Regions from separate parts of the Mus musculus genome. Here regions 1, 3, 4, 5 and 6 are each linked to region 2. A link is a contact called in public HiChIP or PLAC-seq and promoter capture Hi-C data. All regions are on one chromosome and are shown on one strand. Each heading gives the region's core, a stretch centred on a gene start, on an enhancer-like site or on the middle of the called end of the contact. The rest is flanking DNA. Distances are from core to core; before and after follow the strand shown. Region 1 holds the start of Slc12a4 (solute carrier family 12, member 4). Region 2 holds the start of Tmem208 (transmembrane protein 208). Region 3 holds the start of Pskh1 (protein serine kinase H1). Region 4 holds the start of 1810019D21Rik (RIKEN cDNA 1810019D21 gene). Region 5 holds the start of Ddx28 (DEAD box helicase 28). Region 6 holds the start of Nae1 (NEDD8 activating enzyme E1 subunit 1).

Region 1 (3,410 bases), core at 39-2,538, 640 kb before region 2:
TCCCCTGGAGCTAGAGACATATGCAGTCATAAGCTACCTGATGTGGGTGCTGGGGACTGAACTTGGGTCTGGGGCAAGAACAACAAAAGCTTGTAACCAGTGAGCCTTCTATACAGAGAGTGCAGGATAGGAGATGCAGAGCCGAGAGCACGCGCGCACAGCTGGAAAGCAGTTAAAGGTGCCAGAAAGAGAGGGAGGCCGATTGCAGCCCGGAAGAGCTGACTGGGAAGGGTTAGTTGTTGAGCTGCTTCAGGGAGGTCCTAGCCGAGCGGCCCACCCAGGCAGTTGGGGCTGGCGGGTGGCAGCAGAGGGCGCGGATTCTAGAGTCAGCCCAAATTCTAAAGGCTACACCAGAAAGGGAGAAAGAATGGAGATAGAGCAGAAAGATGAGCCCTGGAGCTTTCTGATAGGAAGGAAGCGGGGTGGGGTGGGGGAAGAGGCCAAAAGAACAACTCAGAAAGATAAAAATTCTCAAGTCAAGGCGACTAGGTAAGTTATCTGAGTGTGAAAGAAGTTAGCACCAAGAAAGGAAAGGACTCGGGTGCAGGAACCTCCAGGAGGTGAGGTTATGAAGGAGCAAGTTCAAATGAGATAACTGGGCTATCCCAAAGTGTCGATGAGGGATGGGCCGGTGTAACCTCTAGCGAGGAGGGAGCGGACTCCTCTAGGAAGGGCATACGATCTTCAACCACCTGCTAAGGGAGAGGCTGCAGCGAGCAGAACTGAGGGAGAGACCGTAGGCTACCAAAGTCCTGGAGAAGCGTTAGAGAGAAATGATGGTAATGGAAGAGTATGTATGTGAGGGTGATGAAAGACTTGAGGAGGTTTGGGGTGGTCACTGTGACATTGACCAGGTCCTGCTAGCTTTCCCGCTATGGAAGAGTATGTATGTGAGGGTGATGAAAGACTTGAGGAGGTTTGGGGTGGTCACTGTGACATTGACCAGGTCCTGCTAGCTTTCCCGCTAAATAACAAAAAGTGACTGAGAGCTAATTAGATTCAGGGAACAGAGCCAGTGCACCCTGCGCCCCGTCTCACCATCATAATACCCCTAAAAGTTAAAATACTTTCCCTCACTTTATTAAGTATCGCATTTGGGGCTCAGAGAGGGCAACCCCTTACCCAAAGACACACAGGAACCCTACCCTCCAGCAGCTAGAGTACTTCGTTCCCGGGGTCCTCTCATCCCCCCTCGGGGAGGAGCCGACCCGAGCCCCTCCTGCTCCCCGCCCCCGAGGGGCGGCCCGGGGGGCGGGTGGAGGAAGTGAGCGCAGCGGGGTGGAATGCGAGCGGGCGGGGCGGGCCAGCCTGGGGCGGCGGGGACTGCCGGCTGGAGGCCGGGACCGCGGGCCAAGCGCGCGCGATGCCTCACTTCACCGTGGTGCCGGTGGACGGGCCGCGACGCGGCGACTATGACAACCTCGAGGGGCTCAGTTGGGTGGACTACGGCGAGCGCGCCGAGCGGGAAGACTCGGACGGTGAGGGTGCGCCCGGCGGGGGCTGTGGCCGGGACGGGGGGCATCTACACGGGACTCGCGCCTTCGGACCGCGCGCGCAGACGTCCATGCAGGACTCCACTTTTCTTGCTCCTTGCGCGCTCAGACCGATGAGTCTTTTTGGTCCGGGACTCCCGGGCTAGGTCGTCCTCCACCCACTCCCAGCTCCTCCCCCGAGGGCCGCGGGCGGGGGCTGCAGACGTGGCCGCCTTGGGAGGCCGGGTAACGGGCTGCCTTGCTTAGGCTGGCGCCGAACGCGCCACGGGTCTGGGTCCAATGGAAGCCTGGATTGTAGCTTCCTCACTTTCTGTGAATCGCCCCCATCCTCTTGAGTGTCACCCTCTCTTCCTCTATGACTCACCGCCCCTCTCTTGTCCTTTCCCTACCCCTGCCTCCTTGCACACTGGCCCGGTAGGAGCAAAGGGTGTGCTCGCTGAAGAGCCTGTGTTGGCCTTGGTCTACGTAGATCTGTGCGTATCATGGACACCTAGGGAGCAGTCACACGGGGCCAGGCTTGTCTAGGCACTGTACATGAAGCAACTCGCTTTAATCCTCCCAACCTCCCCCATGGGACAGGTTCTGTTACTCGCACTTAGGAAGGAGTGAAGGGCGGTGGGGAAGAGTTATGTAACTTGTTCCAGTGGGATTCAAACCCGGATATGAGAATGTAGTGCCTTAACCTAGGTATCAGGGCTGGTTATAGAGGTAAACCCTTTCTCCCTTCCAGTGCCCCATCTCTCCATCTTCCACCCACGGAGGCTCCTCACACTTGGAATGGGAACGGTCCTGGTTATATGTGTCTGTCTGTATAGCTGTCCAGGCATGTGTAAATGCACGTGTGTCGCTGAGTATCACAGGGTCAGGTCAGGACGTCCTTATGGCTACTGTTTCCAGGAAGGCTGCCAGTGATGAGCCTGGTGCTATGATAACAAATGCCTGTGATGTCTGAGGCTGACCGTGATAGAAAGGTGTAGGAAATGTGTGTTGTGTCTGGTGATGGTATCGGAGGCTATCTGATAGGTCTGTGATGGTGACATGCTTGAGGGGTAGTCTGTGCTTCATGTGAACGGTGACTGAATGACCTGCCTGCCATGTGGACATACAGGCCAGGGGCATGGACTGCAGATGTCACGGAGATTTGTCAGGTTTCACAGCTGTGTGTAAGTAACCCTAGATCCCACATCCCCTGCTGCCCCTTGCCTGGTCCAAGGTGTCGGAACCATATCCCTCCTTCCCTGGGACTGGAAGGATGTCTGTCCCTAGATGATGTACTGAACTGCATCCTGGAGATTAGCCTGGACCAATGGGCAGTACTGAGCCTTTTCTTTGGCTCCGCCTTGGTCCCTCACAGGTTGATAGGAGTAACCTGGAGCTATGCTGGCTGTTGGCTGTGCCCTGCCAGATCCCTCCAGGCTAGGCCAGCTCCTCCCAACCCCACCCCCTTCTTCTCTTCCTATTTACTTTTCGGCCAGATTGTGGTGTGTCTGTGGCATGGGGGACACCCTGCATCCGGGTGAGTGATTTTGCTTCTTCTTTGTAGATATAGCAAAGAATCAGAGAGCACAGAACTATCTTAGGCCTAGCTCTGTTAGGATCCCCCCCACAACACACACACACACACACACACACACACACACACACACACGCCTCTGTTCTGAGGGGCATACATAGGCCTGCTCACCTAGATGGCCTGTGGCCAGACTGGGAAGGTCATGGAAGGACATTATAGGTAGATTCCATGTACATAGGGACCAGAAAGGTCATCCAGATCACTTCCTACTGTCAGGGCTTTCCCAGTTGCTGGTAGGAACACACCTGAGCCCTTCATAGGGAGCCCCAGGCCTGAGCTGTGCTTTGGTTCTCTGGGGGTCTCAGGTAATGTCTGAAAAGCTTGAGCCTGGCAGGCAGGCAGGC
Region 2 (3,189 bases), core at 95-2,594:
TCACAAGAGGGCATTGGATCCACTCAATGAGAAGGTTTCGAGCTACCATGTGGTGCCCCTGGAGTGGAACCGAGGTCCTCTGTAAGAGCGACAAGTGCTCTGACCACTCAGTCCCTGGATACTTTGGGGGGAGGAGGGCAGTGTTTGCTGGCGATGCTGGCAGAGCCTAGCCAAGGGCTCCACCACGGCGCTACACCTGCTCTCACTCTCTCGAATGAGACTTCAGTCTTTCTGTGGGGCTCTGGTTACCACTCAACACTCTGACCTCAGTCTTCCAAATAGCTAGAAATACAGTTATATGCCACTATGGCCAGCTTCACTTATTAACCCCATCACCCCTTTTTATTTTTATTTTTAATTTTTTTTTTTGAGATAGGATTTCTTTGTTACTCAAAGCTAACTTCAAACCGCCCATCTTTCTGCCTGAGCCTCCCTGGTGCAGGGATTACAGGCTGGTGTCTGCCTGGCTTCATTTCTTTACAACGTTCTCTTTTGGAGCCTTGGCTGTCATTTGCCAGCGCTCCTAATCAGATAGGAATGAGAGGGCAGAGAAAGCACAAGGCAAGCAACTTACGTTGGCTCCCAGTATGATCCGAAGGTAAAACTTGAGAGTTTCTTTGTTCTCTTCAAATATCTGTTTCTTCCCTCTGGTACCCACTTTTCCTTTGGGCTGCGGAGGGTTGGTGAGATGCTGTCAGAGCTGTTTTGCCTCAGTCCTCCTCACTCCCTGTACCAGCCTGGTTACCTGCAGCTTTATCTACCCCGCAGCCAAGTCCTTAGCGTGCTTTGTCAACCCTAGCAATCCCTGAGATACCGACCACTCCTCTAGTCCATCTTCCTAATATAGTTAGGACACCGACTTTACTGTACCCCCAGTTATGATCGCCTAATGCTCACCCCAAAACAATTCAAATTACGTTAGTATCTTCTTTGGCTTTCCTCGTAAGGTTCAGCTTTGGGTTGAGATCCTCTCCGGGAAAACTCCAGCGGAACTTAATGGCGTCCCTCTGGGGTAGTGGTTTAGATCTGGAACTGGCAACTACCCTCGCCCGCGCCCGCCCTAGCCTCCAACACTAGTCCTGGTGTAGTCCTGCACGGCCACTCTCCCCGCATCCCGTTCGGTCTAGCACAGTCCATTGGGTGGCGCCCCTCTCTGGCCCAGTGCCTTATGCCTTCGAGCCCTTCTGTTTTTACTTTCCCAACATCGGGAAAGCTTTGCCGGTGCAGACCACGCCTTGTCCCTTACCGCCATGGTGCGCAGCAGACACCCAGCCACTGAAACAAGGGCGAGTAACTGGAACTGCAGTCAGTAGACACCACATCGGCAGCACATGCACTTCCGGTAAAGAGCGCAATCGTTCGCTCCTGGGCGGAAGTGGATTTCATTTCCTTCCGAAGCCCCGCCCCCTGAGTCGGTGGGACTACACTTCCCAGAAAACCTTGCGTGGGGGCGGAGACGGCAGAACTGCGATGGCGGACTCGCTGCCTCTGGAGGTGAGAGGAAGCGAGCGGTCCTTCAGGCCTTGGTCGGGGACAGGCCCCGCCTTCGGGGTCCCGAGCTTTGGGGAAAGGCTATCTGACAGCTCGCCCGGCACCTCCCGCCAGGCGGAAACGAGCCGCCCGGCGGATCCCACGACCTGAAAACTCTGGGTAACGGTCCTCTTTGGGGCCACTTCGACCCCTTCGGTTGGGATACCATTCCCTCTTTACCCATTGGCCCCAGAAGATGGCTGCTCTGTCACCTCAATGAGGACGGACTCACTGCCCATCCCTTTCCCTTGAGATGGCCGTTCCCTCCCCCTCAGTTCTAGAAGATGTCCGCTCCACCGTCCCTGAAGGGTAATCAATTTTATCCCCATTGGCCCCTTGGAATGGTCGTTCCATTTCCTCCACCCCTCCCCCACCGTCCTCGCAGTTGGAAATAGACTGCTCCCGCCCCCTAGTTCTGGGGACCATACCCAATGTCCTTAATGTAAGACAAGCCTGCTCCTCATTCTAGACCCCTAGTGATGGCTGCCCCTGTATTATTCAACCCCATGGGGTGTTTGTTCCTTTAGCCAGGGGCAAGGAGATACAGATGCAGGCTTTGTGTCTTGCACCTTTTTTGAAATGGCTTCTCTATCCATTTTGCCCTGAGGGTTGGCAACCCCCTCTCGTTGCCCTAGGAAGTCAGGCCTTTTCCCTTGAGTCGTGACATCCTATTCCCTTTTGGCCCCAGAAGGTATCTATTCATCCCTGTAAACCCCATGGGTTACCAGTAGTAGTAATCTTTTGGGGTGCTCTCATGGGATGACCACTCCACCCCTATCTCTACTCCTCTAGTGCTAGAAAGGCATTTCTCAGGATAATGAATTATGTATGATCCTTTCCATTAAGACATGTTGTCCTTTAGCATGGCTCCCAGGGTTGATCATTCAGAAGATAGGTCAGCCACTCTCTTAGTCCAGTCTTCCCTCTTAGCCCCCTAGGGATGGGGGCTTAGTCATCCCAGTCCCATCCATACTCTTCCTCATGTCTCTCCTCTCTGGTCCTAGTCATTTTCCTCTGAATAGTAATCTCCTTTATCCCCCACCCCTTCCCTGAGCAAACCTTTGGTGAAAGTAGAGGCAAAGGACTATCTTTAGTCCAGTAAATACTGGGTGAGTACTGCGTATGTACTTAGCATCTGAGAAGAAAGGAGAAAACACAGCGGGGCTAGTGAAGTCACTGTAGAAGGACTTTGCAGAAAGAGCCCCACATACGGGAAAAGAGATGCTGTGTTGGTAGTGAGGATGGGCTGGGGGTGTTCTGGGAGCAGCAGGCCCAACCAGGCATGGAGGTCTGGACTGTGAGATTAGTGGTGAACCCAGGTTTTTCACGAGGGGCACTGAAACTGGACTATATATGGATTAGCAAGGCTGAACATAGAAGGAAACTGTAAAAGGAATCTAGCTCCATTGGATAAAATTTGGAGCTATTAATATGGTGATGTTGCAAAGGTAGAAATGCTGCTAACAGCCATCCAGTCCCTGAAGAACTGATCTAGGTGGTTTTAAAATGCCTTCACATCTTCATATACTTCAGACACGGAAGCTGAGAGAAGTCACATGCCTCTAATGGTTACTCTCTTGGGTAACTTTCTCCAGTAGAGCTGGGATCGGGGAAGTCTGGGTTAGCCTTGTCTAAACCGTCAGCTTTGTGAGTAGAGAA
Region 3 (3,363 bases), core at 799-3,298, 570 kb before region 2:
CACGAGTGAGCACACACATACACACAGGGAGATAGACAGATGGACAGGGAAGTTTTCTGGGGCTAGGGGTGTACCTCAATAGAACATTATTGGCATATATTTAGATCTTTCAAAGTCTTTCCAAGGTATGGGCAACGATCCATAACAGGAGTCTACAAGGCCAGTAGCTTCCAGGGGCAATAGCACAAATCTTCATCCAAGAAGTACAGTAATATCATTAGCTTTGCTTTCTTAATTTCAAGACAGGGTCTCACTCTGTAGCCCAGGCTACACTGACTGATGAACTCACTATAGAAGCAGGACTGACCTCAAACTTAGAGCAATCCTCCTGCCTCAGTCTCTTAAATGCTGGAATTACAGGTGTGCACAACTATGCCCTGACTGCATCATTTTCACAATTTTCTGAAAAGGGGACACAGCTCAGTTGTTAGAATGCAAAATGCCCAGGATCAATCACTGTACAGGGGGAGGAAGGAGACTTAAAAAAAACTTTAAAAGCACAGATTTCTACCTCATATCTTGTTTCTTTCTTATTTTTTGTTTTGCTTCATGAGACAGGGTCTCACTCTGTAGTCCTGGCTGACTTGGTACTCGATATGCAGTCTGGGATCATCTCAAGTACCATGGTAATCCTGCTCCTTCTGCTTCGCAAATGCTGGGGTTACAGCATTTAAGCTACCATACATTGTAAGCTGACCATGTAGCTAAGTGAAAAGGGTTCAGGCCCTGAGTTCAATTTCCATCAACGAAATCAGCAGAAAAATAAAGTGAAGACTCCCCCCACCCCACCCCCAAGACAGCCTCACTATATCAGACTGTCCTTTAACTTTTGGGCATCCTCCTGCTTCTCTCTCAGGAGTGCGGTGATCACAGGCATGCACCACCAAACCAGGGCTTTGGAGTATTTTGTTTTTGAGACGGGGTCTCATATAGCCCAGGTTCGTCCTAAATGTACTATGTAGCCTAAACTAGCCCTTATTGATCGGAAGTGTAGTCTACCACATCTAGAGAAGAGTAAAACTCTTGAATTTGTATCTTGAAAAAAAATACTTCAAGATGTCACTGTTTGCTGTGACTATCTCAAAATGCTGGCCATGACAGATGTTCCCCCAAGGCTTAATCTGTATCTATTCAAGTCAGTGTCCCGATAGCTTTAACTAAACACTACTACTGTGTGAACGCAGGAGACAGTTTTCCAAGGAAAAGACATTGGTGATAGATTCAAAAAGACACAGGTTAATTTCCTCTACTGGTGAGTGAGGGTGGAAATGAACGGAAGTTTCACAAACCGAGAAAGCAGCTATCTGAACCTCGAGGGTATGAAACCACAGAGTTAATAGGAGGCTCACATGCCTCAACAAAACACTACATAATCGCAGTACAGACGTGCCCAGGCGTTCTCTGCAGGGCTAGGTAGGCCACATCCGATTATGATAAGCTTTGAATGCTGCAGGCTACAAGGTTTAGTTTTTCCCTACAGTGACTAAGGAGGCAATTTTAACGAGTGATTTTTCTGGTGCGAATTATACACGCAGCAGCTTCAGAGGACTGAGCGGGGCTCTCCTTATAAGTATGACAGGTTTGCCTTGCAAGCGACCCAGCTGGACTCTGGCCCTTTTTCCAGCCAGTACATGGAAGCGATCGATGGCCCCCGCAGGACCCTGGCGTTCAGTCGCAAGGGAAGGGTGTGGAGTAGGCGCCGCACACAACAAGGTTAGATCAACCTGACCCGCGCTGGACGCGGGACGGCTGGGCCACAGACAGGCAGATGACCAAGTCCATCGGGCCTAACGCGGCAGGAGGTTTCGAGGCCATGCCTGGGGACCGCGGGTAGCCACAGCCCGGCCTGCTCCCCAGCCCACAGGCCCCAGTGCACGGGGACCGAGGGCTCGGAGTCGCGCCAGGCCCTGGCTGCGCCCGCGGCTGAACTCGCAGGCCCCTCACGCCGGTCAGGCCGAAGCCCCGAGCCGGAAGGCCTCACCTCGCGCGGGCGGCGGGCTCTCCGGAGTCTCGGCGGCTCAGCCCACCGTCTCCCAGCCCAGGCCACGGGCGCCGCCGCCATCCTCCCGCGTCAGCGTGGTGGCGTCATTACTGCGCGCGCCTGACGCCAAAACAAACTTGGGCGGCCAAGGGACGGAAGGGAGGCGGAGCCTCCAGACGCGAACGCAAGTGTGTGTAGGGGGGGGGGGGGGTTCGGAGTGCCTGCCAATCAACGTCTTCGGGGCGGAGCAGAGCTCTTTTCCAGGGGTGGGTCTGTTTGCCGCTAGACACCGCTGGGGAGCCATTTGTGGAGGGAAAAGTTCTGGGAAAGGTAATGACCGAGAGAAATGGAAAAAAAATGGCAAGATTCTTCTATAGATGAAGGAGTTCTTGAAGGGCAAGGGAGTGTGTCATCACGCCAGGGCTAATTTTTTTTAATGTATTGATGCAAAAACAAATGAATCACGAGATTTATAACATAAAATAAAAAGTAAAAAAGATTGTTAATGTATTGATGCAAACACAAATGAATCACGAGATTTATAAAATAAAATAACGAATAAAAAAGATTGTTACCAAGCTTGACATGGTGGGCACATTCCTTTAATCTCAGCACTCAGGCAGGAGGATCTCTGAGTTCCAAGCCAGTGTGGTCTACAAAGCTAGTTCCAGGACAGTCAGGGCTATTACAGAGAAACCTGTCTCAAAAATAAACAAAGAAGCTGGACGTGGGGGCACACGTCTTTAATCCTAGCACTCGGGAGGCAGAGGCAGGCAGATTTCTGAGTTCGAGGCCAGCCTGATCTACAAAGTGACTTCCAGGACAGCCAAGGCTATACAGAGAAACCCTGTCTTGAAAAAAAAACAAAAAATTAATTAATTAAAAAAATAAAGATTTTTTTTTTTGTACTAACACACTAGGTTTTGAAACAACTTTTACTTTTTTAAAAAAGACAAAACATCGTTAGCCTGTAATCCTAGTACTTTGGAAGCAGCAACAAGAAAGACTTTAGTTTGAGGCTAGCCTGGTGTATTTATTAAGGTCCTATCTCAATAAAAAAATTCATCAGTGTGTTCCCACATGCCTATAATCCTGGCACTCAGGAATTTAAGGGGATATTGCAGTGAGAGGTTTAAAAAAAAAAAAAGGCCAGGTTATAGAAGTTATAAGTTTTCTTGGGATACAGATTAAGACCATCTTTCAAAATGGCAGCAATGAAATTTGTTTCTCAAAGGGTTATGGGATTACTAAAAACATGAACTTTAACCCAGCCTGGTGTGATTTGGGAAGCAGAGGGGGGACCTCTGAGTTCAAGGCCTGCATGGTCTGTCTATAGCAACAGGATACCCAGGGCTGCTGCACAGGGAGACCTTGCCTAAAAA
Region 4 (3,087 bases), core at 265-2,764, 810 kb before region 2:
TCTCTGCAGCTCCCACTACACCCGGCCGCAGGTGCCGCCCCCAACACACCGGATCCCGCCCAAGCTCGTCTGTCTGCTGTCGGTCGGTACGTGTGTGCGCCTCGTCGGTCCGCGTGTGTGGCCGAGCGCCCCCTTCCTCTGCGGCCATGACTCCGCCGCCGCCGCCGCCCCCACCCCCGGGCCCAGATCCCGCAGTAGACTCGGCCACAGACCCTTGTCCCGAACCTCAGTCGCTGGTGGTTTTGTTCGGGGCCACTGCCGGTGCGCTGGGGCCGGACCTAGGCTCGGACGAGACCGACTTAATCCTCCTAGTTTGGCAAGTGGTGGAGCCGCGCAGCCGACAGGTAGGGTGGGAAAGAGGGGACCTCGGGACGCTTCAGAGCCTGTTGAGGCACAGCGGCTCATGGGGTTACCCTCGGTGCTTTTAGGTGGGGACGCTGCACAAGTCGCTAGTTCGCGCCGAGGCGGCTGCCCTGAGTCCACAATGCCGCGAGGCGAGTGGACTCAGCGCAGACAGCCTAGCGCGGGCGGAGTCCCTGGACAAAGTGCTGCAACAGGTGAGCGTGGGGGCCCGCGTGGGTGGTGGAACTGCGGAGTGGCAGGGACACTACTTCGAGGGGGAGGGGAGGAGGGGAGACCTGGAGCGACGCGACCCAGTGGCACGGCCAGTAGGACAAGGTCTTGTTTGAAACTTTTGAGCGACTACCGCGTGGAAGCGTGCTAGGCCATTCCCAGAGCCACCTTACCTTCCAACCTTTACAGACATCCACTCCTGCCGAGGAAGTTGACAATAGCGGCTAAGGGATCCATCCCCCCGAGGCCCCTTCCTCTCCCTCCCACTCCCCCCGCTAGCAGAGGACACGTCAGAAATAGGGTCGAGGTGGGCTCAGGTTTAGCGGTAGATCACTTGGTCTCTGCCGCCTGCTCTCCTGGGAACCGCTGAAGCGAGGGCGTCGGGCGGTGTCTGCCTCGGGGGCAGACGCCTCTAGGTGAGGCCGGCTGGTTTAGGCCTGCCTGTCCCAGCTGACTGGCCAGGCGTGGGTGAGTGGGTGCTGTCCGAACATTATCTAGGGGCTACCTGCCCAATGAGCGCAAAGGCCTAGGCGCATGCCCCCTCCCATACCCACCCCGCACCCTGGCCAAGTGGGAGTGAGTTTTCCCTGTTTGCATTGCTCACTCACCCCATGACTGAGTTGTAATGAGTGTTAAGTCCTTTCCTCTTCTGACTCTCGTTCTTAATGAGAAGACCTACAGATGCCAGGTTACAGAAGGGCTCCAGGCCCACTGCTCACCTGGGAGGGTGCTGTAGAAAAAAATCTGGTTGCCTTGCTCTGTCGGCCTTAGATTGGAAAGTGTCACAGAATTGCCAAGGGAAAGGGCCGGATCGTGCTGGATAGCCTTCAGAGTGCCACCCACCCCCCTCTACGAGCAAACAGTTCTGTGCCAGTTGGTCGATGGGGTGTGGGTCAAAGCTCAGGCTGCTGCGAGTGGCCAAGTATGAAGCTCTGTCCTTGGTGGCTCTGTTCCTGGGTTGGTCGGACCAAGGGGCGGGGCTGCCATTGACCATGGGCCTTTTGGCCCTCGGGCAGGTGTGAACCTCCCCCACCTGTCTGAGGGTGGTGCCTGGTCCAGGACAGGTTTAACCTGCTTTGCTCCTCCCCTCCCCACCTGCTTGCCTCACTCCACCAGGTGTTTGCTCTGGCCCGACTCCAGACTCCTGGAGTGTGTTTAATGGGGGCTTGGGTTATGTGCGACTGCTCTCATTTGGCCTAGAGGAGGTGACAGGGAACTAGGCTAGGGGTGGGGATTAGGAGCCTGGGATTTAGGGCAAGGCCTTTTACTTCCCAGGCAGGGTAGGGTTGAACATCCTGATGAACCAGCTTTGCAGCCTGAGTCCCTCCCTCCTGCTACCCCTCCCCCCCAGTTTCAGCTGTCTAGCTGTGAGTCTATGTCTGAGTCTCCACTCCCTGTCCCCAGTTCTCACAGCTGGTGAGCGGGGATGTGGCTCTGCTGGGCGGGGGCCCCTATGTGCTCTGCACTGATGGGCAGCAGCTGTTGCGACAGGTTCTGCATCCTGAGGCCTCCAGGAAGGTATGTCATTGAGGGCACATGGGTACGGTTGGGTTCCCAAGGCCCCTGTTGTAAACACCTTAGGTTACCTATTCACCCCCACTCCCATGTGCTCCCAGAACCTGGTGCTCCCCGACACCTTCTTCTCCTTCTACGACCTCCGCAGAGAATTCCATATGCAGCACCCAAGCACCTGCTCCGCCAGAGACCTCACAGTGGGCACCATGGCACAGGGTATCTGTGACCCATCAAAATTAAGGTGGAGGGGTGACTAATATGTCCAAGCATGTGCATGATGCCGTATGGGCTGTATGAATGTAGACAGGTCTATGTTTTTAGCCTCATTCTTTGGGATACATTTGGAATGTGGACATGTCTGTGTTTGGTCTGAGGACCTGTAGGTACATGTATGAACTGGGCCACAACTAGTGTTTGCTAGGATTCTCTGGGTGTTTCGGGGTGACGTGGGATGTACAGACCTGGACCTCAGTTGTCACTTCTCTGCCTATAGACTTGGGACTAGAAACAGATGCTACCGAAGATGACTTTGGGGTCTGGGAAGTGAAGACTATGGTAGCTGTTATTCTCCACCTACTTGAAGGGTCCAATGGTAAGATTCTTGCCCTGCTTGCCAGCTACTGTCAGGACTGGGTGAGTGCCCATCCCTTCAACAGAGTCCCCTTGCTGACTTGTGACCTTCTCTAAGAGAACACAAGGTAGAAACCCCTCTGCCGCGTCCTCAATGCCCTCACCGGTCCTATTTTTGCTGAGCTTGGTGGAGAGACTTCCTCCACCAGACCCTGCTGACCCCCATGCCATCTCCTCTCAGGTCAGTTGTTCTCGAAGCCAGAAGTGGTAAAGCAGAAATACGAGACAGGCCCTTGGTGAGTGTAGGAGCTGGGATGGGGGTGACAATCCTTGGACATTTCTGATCCTTTGCCCTGCCCCCCACAGCAGCAAGGCTGATGTGGTGGACAATGAGACTGTAGTACGGGCCCGTGGGTTGCCCTGGCAATC
Region 5 (3,231 bases), core at 254-2,753, 690 kb before region 2:
AAGCTCCTACATAAAATTCCTAGGTACTTTTGATTTTAGGGGGGAATTGAATTCAGGACTTCACAAACGCTAATAGGCAAGCACTTTATCACAAAGCTATGCCCCAACGCTCTCCCACATGATTTAAATCATCTGCAAACTGCTTATGACTAATGCAATATAAACATGATGTATATACTTGTTATACTGTATTGTTAGGGAGTAACATTAAAGAAAAATGTCTATACATATTTAGTACAGACACATTTTTTTTCATGAATATTCTCACTCTACAGTGGAAAATTCCACAGAGGTCCACCTATAAATATGGAGGGCCAGCTCTAATGAATGAAATTAAACTTTTTTTTTTTTTAGATTTATTTATTTATTATATGTAAGTACACTGTAGCTGTCTTCAGACACTCCAGAAGAGGGAGTCAGATCTTGTTACAGATGGTTGTGAGCCACCATGTGGTTGCTGGGATTTGAACTCCGGACCTTCGGAAGAGCGGTCGGGTGCTCTTACCCACTGAGCCAACTCACCAGCCCATGAATGAAATTAAAACACTTTCTCCAGACGTTAGGAACCTCCCAGGTAATCAATCCACAAACATTGACCTTATCTCCCACTCCAGACACTTGATGCCCATTTTTTCAGATATGTTCAAAAAGTATGAAGTAAAAAAAAAAAATTAAACGTTTAATAACCTGAACCACTAAATTCATGTCAAGTAGTCTGCTTGACCGGTGCTATGTGAGATAAGTTTCATCACTCCAGGAGGGTAACGGGACCCTTCTTTCTACTTCTAGTCAGGCAATTCGGAATCTGCCTGAGAAGCCAGTGGCTATGAGCAGACCGCTAGAGTGATGGGTCCAGGCTGAGATGCATGGGGGGGGGGGGGGGGCGACGACAAGGAAAGGAGGGTGAAACTTGCCTGGAGAGGTAGGGTCAAAGTGTAAAAAAAAAAAACCTGAGAAACTACACCTGAAAGAACGGAGACCATCTCTCTAACTTCAAAGACGAAATAAGCTGAAGGCCACCAGCATGCACTCTGGGTTCTAAACTAAAGAACTGGGTTGAGCTTAAACCCAGACTCCCAACTTCTGTCTCAGTCCCCTGGCCTACCATTCATTCAGTCTCAGCAAACTTGCATCACCCAGGCTTTGAGTGGATTGCATATCTACGAAAACATCGTCGAACTTTGTACCTTTGGAGTTCTATGGGATGACTGAGCGAGGCAATGAAGACCACAAGTTAAGACTATCAGAAATTAAGCACTCAAATGACAGAGGCCATCCTCACTCGATTCCTTGAGCCAGGGACCCATGGCCCCCTCCTACTGCGGACTCCCATTCCTGCCTCCACCGAGTACCCTTCCCCAAAGATGACTCCAATCTGGACATCGCCATGCCGGGTGGAAACCTACAGACCTCGCAGCCACTGAACTCTTAAGGATCCTCCTCCCTCCTTCCAGCCGGTGCTGCAGCGCCACACGCCACCCTGATCCGCGCCAGCCACCGTACTCCAGACTACGGTGGCGTGCTTGACGTCATTAGCGCGCGCCTCTTCTGCATCAAGGGAAATATGGCTTTAGCCGGGCCATCGCGGCTGCTGGCGTTAGCAGTACGGTTGCTTCTGGAGCCTCGACGGAACCTAGTGGTGCGCGGTTCCGACCAGTCCTTGCCAGTGGTGCGCGTTCCGCGGGCTCTGCAGCGACGGCAGGAACAGCGACAGAGCGGCCGTGGGAGTTTGCAGCGGCCAGTGCTAGTGCGCCCCGGTCCCCTGCTGGTCTCGGCGCGGCGGCCGGAGTTGAACCAGCCCGCACGCCTCACGCTGGGCCGTTGGGAGCGAGCGCCACTGGCTTCCCGTGGCTGGAAGCATCGGCGATCGCGGCAAGACCATTTCTCCATAGAGCGAGTGCAGCAAGAGGCGCCCGCCCTGAGGAACCTCTCGTCCCGGGGCAGCTTCGTGGACCTGGGTCTGGAACCCCGAGTGCTGCTGGCGCTTCAGGAGGCTGTCCCCGAAGTTGTGCAGCCAACCTCAGTGCAGTCGAAAACCATCCCCCCACTGCTTCGAGGCCGCCACCTCCTTTGCGCTGCGGAAACTGGCAGTGGCAAGACGCTTAGCTACCTACTGCCCCTATTTCAGCGGCTCCTGAGAGGGTCAGACCTGGACTCCCGCAGTTTCACGGCTCCTCGAGGCTTGGTTCTGGTACCTTCCCGAGAACTAGCCGAACAGGTGCAGGCAGTGGCCCAGTCACTGGGTGGGTACTTGGGCCTGCAGGTGATAGAACTTGGCGGAGGCCTCGGGATGAGTAGGCTCAAACTTCAGCTGTATAGACGACCGGCAGCCGATGTGTTAGTGGCTACTCCAGGGGCGCTGTGGAAGGCTCTGAAAAGTCAACTGATCAGCTTACAGCATCTTAACTTCATAGTGCTAGATGAAGTAGACACACTGCTAGATGAAAGCTTCCTGGAACTGGTGGACTACATCTTGGAAAAGAGCCCTATAGCAGAAAGTCCAGCCGAGTTAGAAGACCCCTTTAATCCCAAAGCCCAGTTAGTGCTGGTGGGAGCCACGTTTCCAGAAGGCCTAAACCAGTTACTGAGTAAAGTCACCAGTCCAGACAGTCTGACCACCATTACCAGCTCCAAGCTGCACTGTCTCATGCCTCATGTCAGACAGACATTTATGAGACTGAAGGGAGCAGACAAGGTGACAGAACTGGTTCAGATCCTCAAACAGCAGGACAAAGCAAGTAAGACGGAACCCTCGGGAACTGTCCTGGTATTCTGCAACAGCGCCAGCACCGTGAACTGGCTTGGGTACATTCTGGATGACCACAAGATTCAACATCTAAGGCTGCAAGGGCAAATGCCGGCCTCAATGAGGGCAGGTATCTTCCAGAGTTTCCAGAAGGGCTCCCAGAACATACTTGTCTGCACAGACATCGCCTCCCGAGGCCTAGACAGTGTCCACGTGGAAGTGGTTATCAATTACGATTTCCCCCCTACCCTGCAGGATTACATCCACAGAGCAGGAAGGGTGGGTCGTGTGGGCAGCGAAGTGCCAGGGTCCGTTATCAGTTTTGTGACCCACCCCTGGGATGTGAGCCTGGTTCAGAAAATTGAACTGGCAGCTCGCCGAAGGAGAAGCCTTCCAGGACTAGCATCTTCAGTGGGGGACCCTTTGCCTCAAAAGGCCTGATTTTTGGTTGGCTTGAATCTAGTGCTAGAGCAGGAAGTTGAACA
Region 6 (3,579 bases), core at 16-2,515, 790 kb after region 2:
CCTCTGTCCTCCACGAGTGCATGATGGCATTCTTGCACACACACCAATCAATAAACATTAAAAAGTTGTAAGAAGTGCATGCTCTGAGGTATCCTTGTCCACTTACTAACAACTGAATGCTTCTCAAAATCACACAGTCGCAGGCAGTACAGCACCCTCGGCCCCTGATGTTGTTGTTTCCAATTACATTTGTCCATCTTTCCTTTCCTGGGGCCAAGGTGTATGCAAGGCTATGTAGTGAACTTTCACTTTCACTTTTGACCTTCTCACATTCCCTGGGTGTATTTTATATCGCTCACGTTTCACCTGTCTAACTGGAGAGGGAATGTGACAACTGACAGACATGCACAAGCACATAATGAGCTGGGAACGCCTAACGCCCCTTTTCTCCCATCAGTTGGGTTCCATAGGGGTTGGGGGAGGGAGGTCACAGCAGGGTGTCCCCTCACCTTGTGTCCTAACACTGTGCCCAGGGGAAGTGCATTTGTTAGCACTGCAATATTACTGTCAAATGGAGCCGTCTCTTTGGTCCCTCACCCCACAAGGCTGGAAGGATTTTATGTGTGGATGTACACTCATCATGTGCTGGGATAATAATCTCAGGACGTGCAAGTGCATCTGGCAATCATGAATCTGGAGACTCCTCTAGGATTTGGGATAGAGGAAAGCAATTCTTACTTGTCAGCAAGCCTCTTCTTCCCTCTTGTCCTCAACTTGCTCATAAGCTCCTTCCTTAGCATCGGCCACCAAGGGACAGTCATCCTGTGTCACATGAATCGATGATAGCTTTAATTTCCTCCTTGTTCATGGGCTTCACAGGCAACTCTGGCTGCTTCTCAGACACCCTCCCGTCCCCCAAGTCCACTTCTCATTTGTCTCCTGATGCCGTTTCATCTCGTTCAAAACCCCCTTTCCCTTGCGTCACCACGGGGAACAATTCTTGGAGGGAAGCCGTGGGGTGGGGCCCCTCTGTCTACCCATCAGGGTAGCTTCTCTATATAGAATACTATATACAAGTATGCTGGTGTATTGTTCCTCTTGGAGGAGTCTCAGGAACGGTGAACTCACCCAGAAGAGGACTAAGGTTTATCAGTGATAAGGATTATCACTCGATTTAAAAGTCGGAGTTCTCCACAATTACTGCAGGTAGAGAGAGAGAAACATTCTGTGGAACTCAACCTCAGGTTTCCCCCGGCTTCCCAGTGACGCGTGCGCAGTGCAGCGTCGGCGCCCCCTACTGGCTGCGCGCTGGAGGAGGGCGCTTAGTGCGCCTGCGTGAGGCCGAGTGGGTGGCGGCCTCCTTAGGCGGCTTTGCTGTTCGCGGGCCAGGCGCGGCCATGGCGCAGCCAGGGAAGATACTCAAGGAGCAAAAGTACGACCGGCAGCTGAGGTGAGCCGGGGTTTACGAGTGAGCAAGCCGGCCAGGCTGGCGGGCTCTCCTGACACCCGCGGGGCCTAAGTGCCTAGGCCGGGTAGGCCGGCCTCCCACGGGCCTGCGGCTGCGGCCGGCCGTGCAGGGCGTGGGGAGCCGGCGCTCTGGGATCCGGCCACTGGCCCGAGTGTTCGGCGAAGGCCGGCTCGCCCCTTCCCGCACGGCTGGCTGTCCGCGGTTTGCGGTGCGCGGTGTCTCCGCCAACCCACTGGGCTGCACAGTCTCGGCAGGCCCTCCCTACTCGTTCGCTAAACGAGGGGGGTGGGAGCACCCCATCCTGCCCGACCGCCGAGCGCTGCGCCCCGGCAGGTATTGGTCTACGCCCGCGCTGGCCAATAGAAATGCGTCATGCTAGCTTTATCGGAGCAAACCGTGTTCGTAATTACACATTTTCCAGTAGGCACCTTTCAAATAAAGTTAAAAGAAGCTAGACATGGTAATCCCAAGGACTTGAGAAGCAGAGGCAGGTGGATCGGAAACTGAAAGCCAGCCTGGCCTCCATTGGAAGACCTTGGGAACCGGGAGAATAAAGAGACAGGAAAATAAGTTTTGCTACTAGTTCTCCCCACCCCTCTCGTTTATATAGAGACATGGTCTTAAGTAGGCCAGTCTTGAACTCAAGCGCCTACGTCCCAGGTCTCAAGTGCTGAGATTGAAGATGCTCACTGCCCAGCCAGACTCAAAAATAAGTTTTTGCTCCCCCACCCCACCCCTTTTTTTTTTTTTTTTTGTCTTTTACCTTTGAGTGGCCGCCTGGACTTGCAATGTAGAGCAGACTGCGCTCAGACTTGATGCAATCCTTCTGCCTCTTTTTCCCCAACAGCTGAGATTATAAGTGTGGACTATTACACCCGGTTTATGAAGTATTGAGGCTGGAACTCTGGACATCATGCCTGCTTGCCAAATTGAGCTACATTCCCCAATCCCAGAATCAAATTTGACAGTGTTTATCTAACCTAGTATTCCAAAACATTACAATTTCAACGTAATTATTGTTAAAATTACCAAGCTATTTTTGTTGTTGTTGTTCACAGAGTCTTATAAATCAGGTATCATACACATTTTAAAAATGTCTTAATTCATGCCAGCTGCATTTCTAGTACTCAGAAACCATTTGGACAGGGCACATCTAAACCATCCGGTGGATTCTTTAGCTATTTCTCCTTCCTTGTCTCTTCCCACCTTCTTCCTTTCTTATTGAGTATACTCTGTGTCAGCTAAGTGTATCAAAGTGTTGCCATCCCCTCGCCTCTCTTAATCTCAAGAGAACTTACCCTGTGTCCCTAAGGATGGAGGTTTCTCTTTGTATTGACTACCTAGCTCTTACTCTCCCAGAGACGTAGGTACTTAGTTCTGAGAATCCTTGAAGGCAGACGGTCTTTGATACTGGATAGGGAAACTAAGTCTTGTAAAAGTTAGGTTAATTTGCCCAGAGTTAGACATGTTTCCAGCTTGGGGCCACCTGGCTTTTTCAGACTCATCCTTTGTCCCAAGCTTCTAGAGAGAGAAACAAGGTAGCAGAGCCCTTGTAACTACTCTGAGTTCTTGTGGACTCGTAGTTCTGTGTTTGGGTGGAGGTAGAAGGGAAGGCAACAAAGCTGAGAAGATACTTAATGTTCCTAGGGACTGGAAGAGGATTCTTACTGAGTTATTCCTTAAAGGGCTGCATTTTATCTGTCAAAACAAGAACTGCTTTTTGCTGTAGGCAGGTCAGAAGGAAGCAGAAACAAAGTTGGGTCGGCAGGTAATAGCCAGGGACCAAGGCCCGCCTCTCAGGCCAGCAAGAACATTTTCTTGCTGAATCTTGAAGATGTACTCTTAGGCTTATTCTTCAACTGTCCAACCACTTAGTACTCAGATAAGACTGTGTCCCATTTCCTGGGAAGAGAAAAAGTCTTTCTGGTCTCTCTGATTTTTTTCCCAAGCTTGTTTCTCCATTTGCCAGCCCTTGAGTGATCAGTTCCTCTAGGCAAAGCCCTGTGCCAGCAGTGTGGTCTGGGACCCTTTAAAGTGAAGACTGGATGCTCAGTAAATGGAAAATCAAGTGGTGCAGTTTGTTGTGATAAGCTTTGTTTATATTGGTGACATGGAAGGAGTGTCAAAGTCTTTTTTTTTTAAGTCCCCGGGCATCTGATAGTACCCGTATG

Evidence for each region. Promoter capture Hi-C pulls out the DNA fragments that hold promoters and counts their contacts. HiChIP or PLAC-seq counts read pairs in DNA pulled down with a chosen protein or histone mark.
Region 1: a contact with region 2 is called in a promoter capture Hi-C map of liver, with 2.1 times the contacts expected there. The contact joins the promoter of Slc12a4 here to the promoter of Tmem208 in region 2. A contact is called at or near these places in 2 of 39 promoter capture datasets (both in liver) and 1 of 115 datasets of contacts at active chromatin or transcription factors (pancreatic cancer cells).
Region 3: a promoter capture Hi-C map of pre-B cells shows a contact between it and region 2, with 3 times the contacts expected there. The contact joins the promoter of Pskh1 here to the promoter of Tmem208 in region 2. A contact is called at or near these places in 2 of 39 promoter capture datasets (hippocampal neurons and pre-B cells), 1 of 484 Hi-C or Micro-C datasets (embryonic stem cells), 1 of 115 datasets of contacts at active chromatin or transcription factors (epiblast stem cells) and 1 of 9 other capture datasets (liver).
Region 4: a FOXA1 HiChIP or PLAC-seq map of pancreatic cancer cells shows a contact between it and region 2. The contact joins the promoter of 1810019D21Rik here to the promoter of Tmem208 in region 2. A contact is called at or near these places in 4 of 39 promoter capture datasets (hippocampal neurons, liver and pre-B cells) and 1 of 115 datasets of contacts at active chromatin or transcription factors (pancreatic cancer cells).
Region 5: a contact with region 2 is called in a promoter capture Hi-C map of liver, with 3 times the contacts expected there. The contact joins the promoter of Ddx28 here to the promoter of Tmem208 in region 2. A contact is called at or near these places in 4 of 39 promoter capture datasets (hippocampal neurons, liver and pre-B cells) and 1 of 115 datasets of contacts at active chromatin or transcription factors (pancreatic cancer cells).
Region 6: a contact with region 2 is called in a promoter capture Hi-C map of stem cell-derived epiblast-like cells, with 2.5 times the contacts expected there. The contact joins the promoter of Nae1 here to the promoter of Tmem208 in region 2. A contact is called at or near these places in 3 of 39 promoter capture datasets (cranial neural crest, hippocampal neurons and stem cell-derived epiblast-like cells), 1 of 484 Hi-C or Micro-C datasets (CD4 T cells), 2 of 115 datasets of contacts at active chromatin or transcription factors (embryonic forebrain and stem cell-derived neural progenitor cells) and 1 of 9 other capture datasets (adipose tissue).

What each region holds. Positions count from the first base shown.
Region 1 is chr8:105,963,993-105,967,402 of GRCm38.p6, reverse strand. Slc12a4 (solute carrier family 12, member 4) reads left to right here and starts at 1,288. Exons shown (of 24, transcript NM_009195.3): 1 at 1,288-1,478. The coding sequence starts at 1,364.
Region 2 is chr8:105,324,532-105,327,720 of GRCm38.p6, reverse strand. Tmem208 (transmembrane protein 208) reads right to left here and starts at 1,344. Exons shown (of 6, transcript NM_025486.3): 1 at 1,247-1,344; 2 at 575-670. The coding sequence starts at 1,252. It overlaps Lrrc29 (leucine rich repeat containing 29), which reads left to right and starts at 1,453. Exons shown (of 7, transcript NM_001368408.1): 1 at 1,453-1,494. The coding sequence starts at 1,471.
Region 3 is chr8:105,899,159-105,902,521 of GRCm38.p6, reverse strand. It overlaps Pskh1 (protein serine kinase H1), which reads right to left and starts at 2,048. Exons shown (of 3, transcript NM_173432.2): 1 at 1,982-2,048.
Region 4 is chr8:106,133,827-106,136,913 of GRCm38.p6, reverse strand. It overlaps 1810019D21Rik (RIKEN cDNA 1810019D21 gene), which reads right to left and starts at 1,514. Exons shown (of 4, transcript NR_040346.1): 1 at 1,293-1,514. Esrp2 (epithelial splicing regulatory protein 2) reads left to right here. Exons shown (of 15, transcript NM_176838.2): 1 at 1-344; 2 at 429-557; 3 at 1,978-2,091; 4 at 2,190-2,304; 5 at 2,582-2,680; 6 at 2,900-2,954; 7 at 3,025-3,087. The coding sequence starts at 147.
Region 5 is chr8:106,009,758-106,012,988 of GRCm38.p6, reverse strand. Ddx28 (DEAD box helicase 28) reads left to right here and starts at 1,503. Exons shown (of 1, transcript NM_028038.3): 1 at 1,503-3,231. The coding sequence starts at 1,565. The coding sequence ends at 3,187. It overlaps Dus2 (dihydrouridine synthase 2), which reads right to left and starts at 1,511. Exons shown (of 16, transcript NM_025518.4): 1 at 1,411-1,511.
Region 6 is chr8:104,532,323-104,535,901 of GRCm38.p6, reverse strand. It overlaps Nae1 (NEDD8 activating enzyme E1 subunit 1), which reads left to right and starts at 1,265. Exons shown (of 20, transcript NM_144931.3): 1 at 1,265-1,390. The coding sequence starts at 1,338. It also overlaps a transcript of Car7 not described here.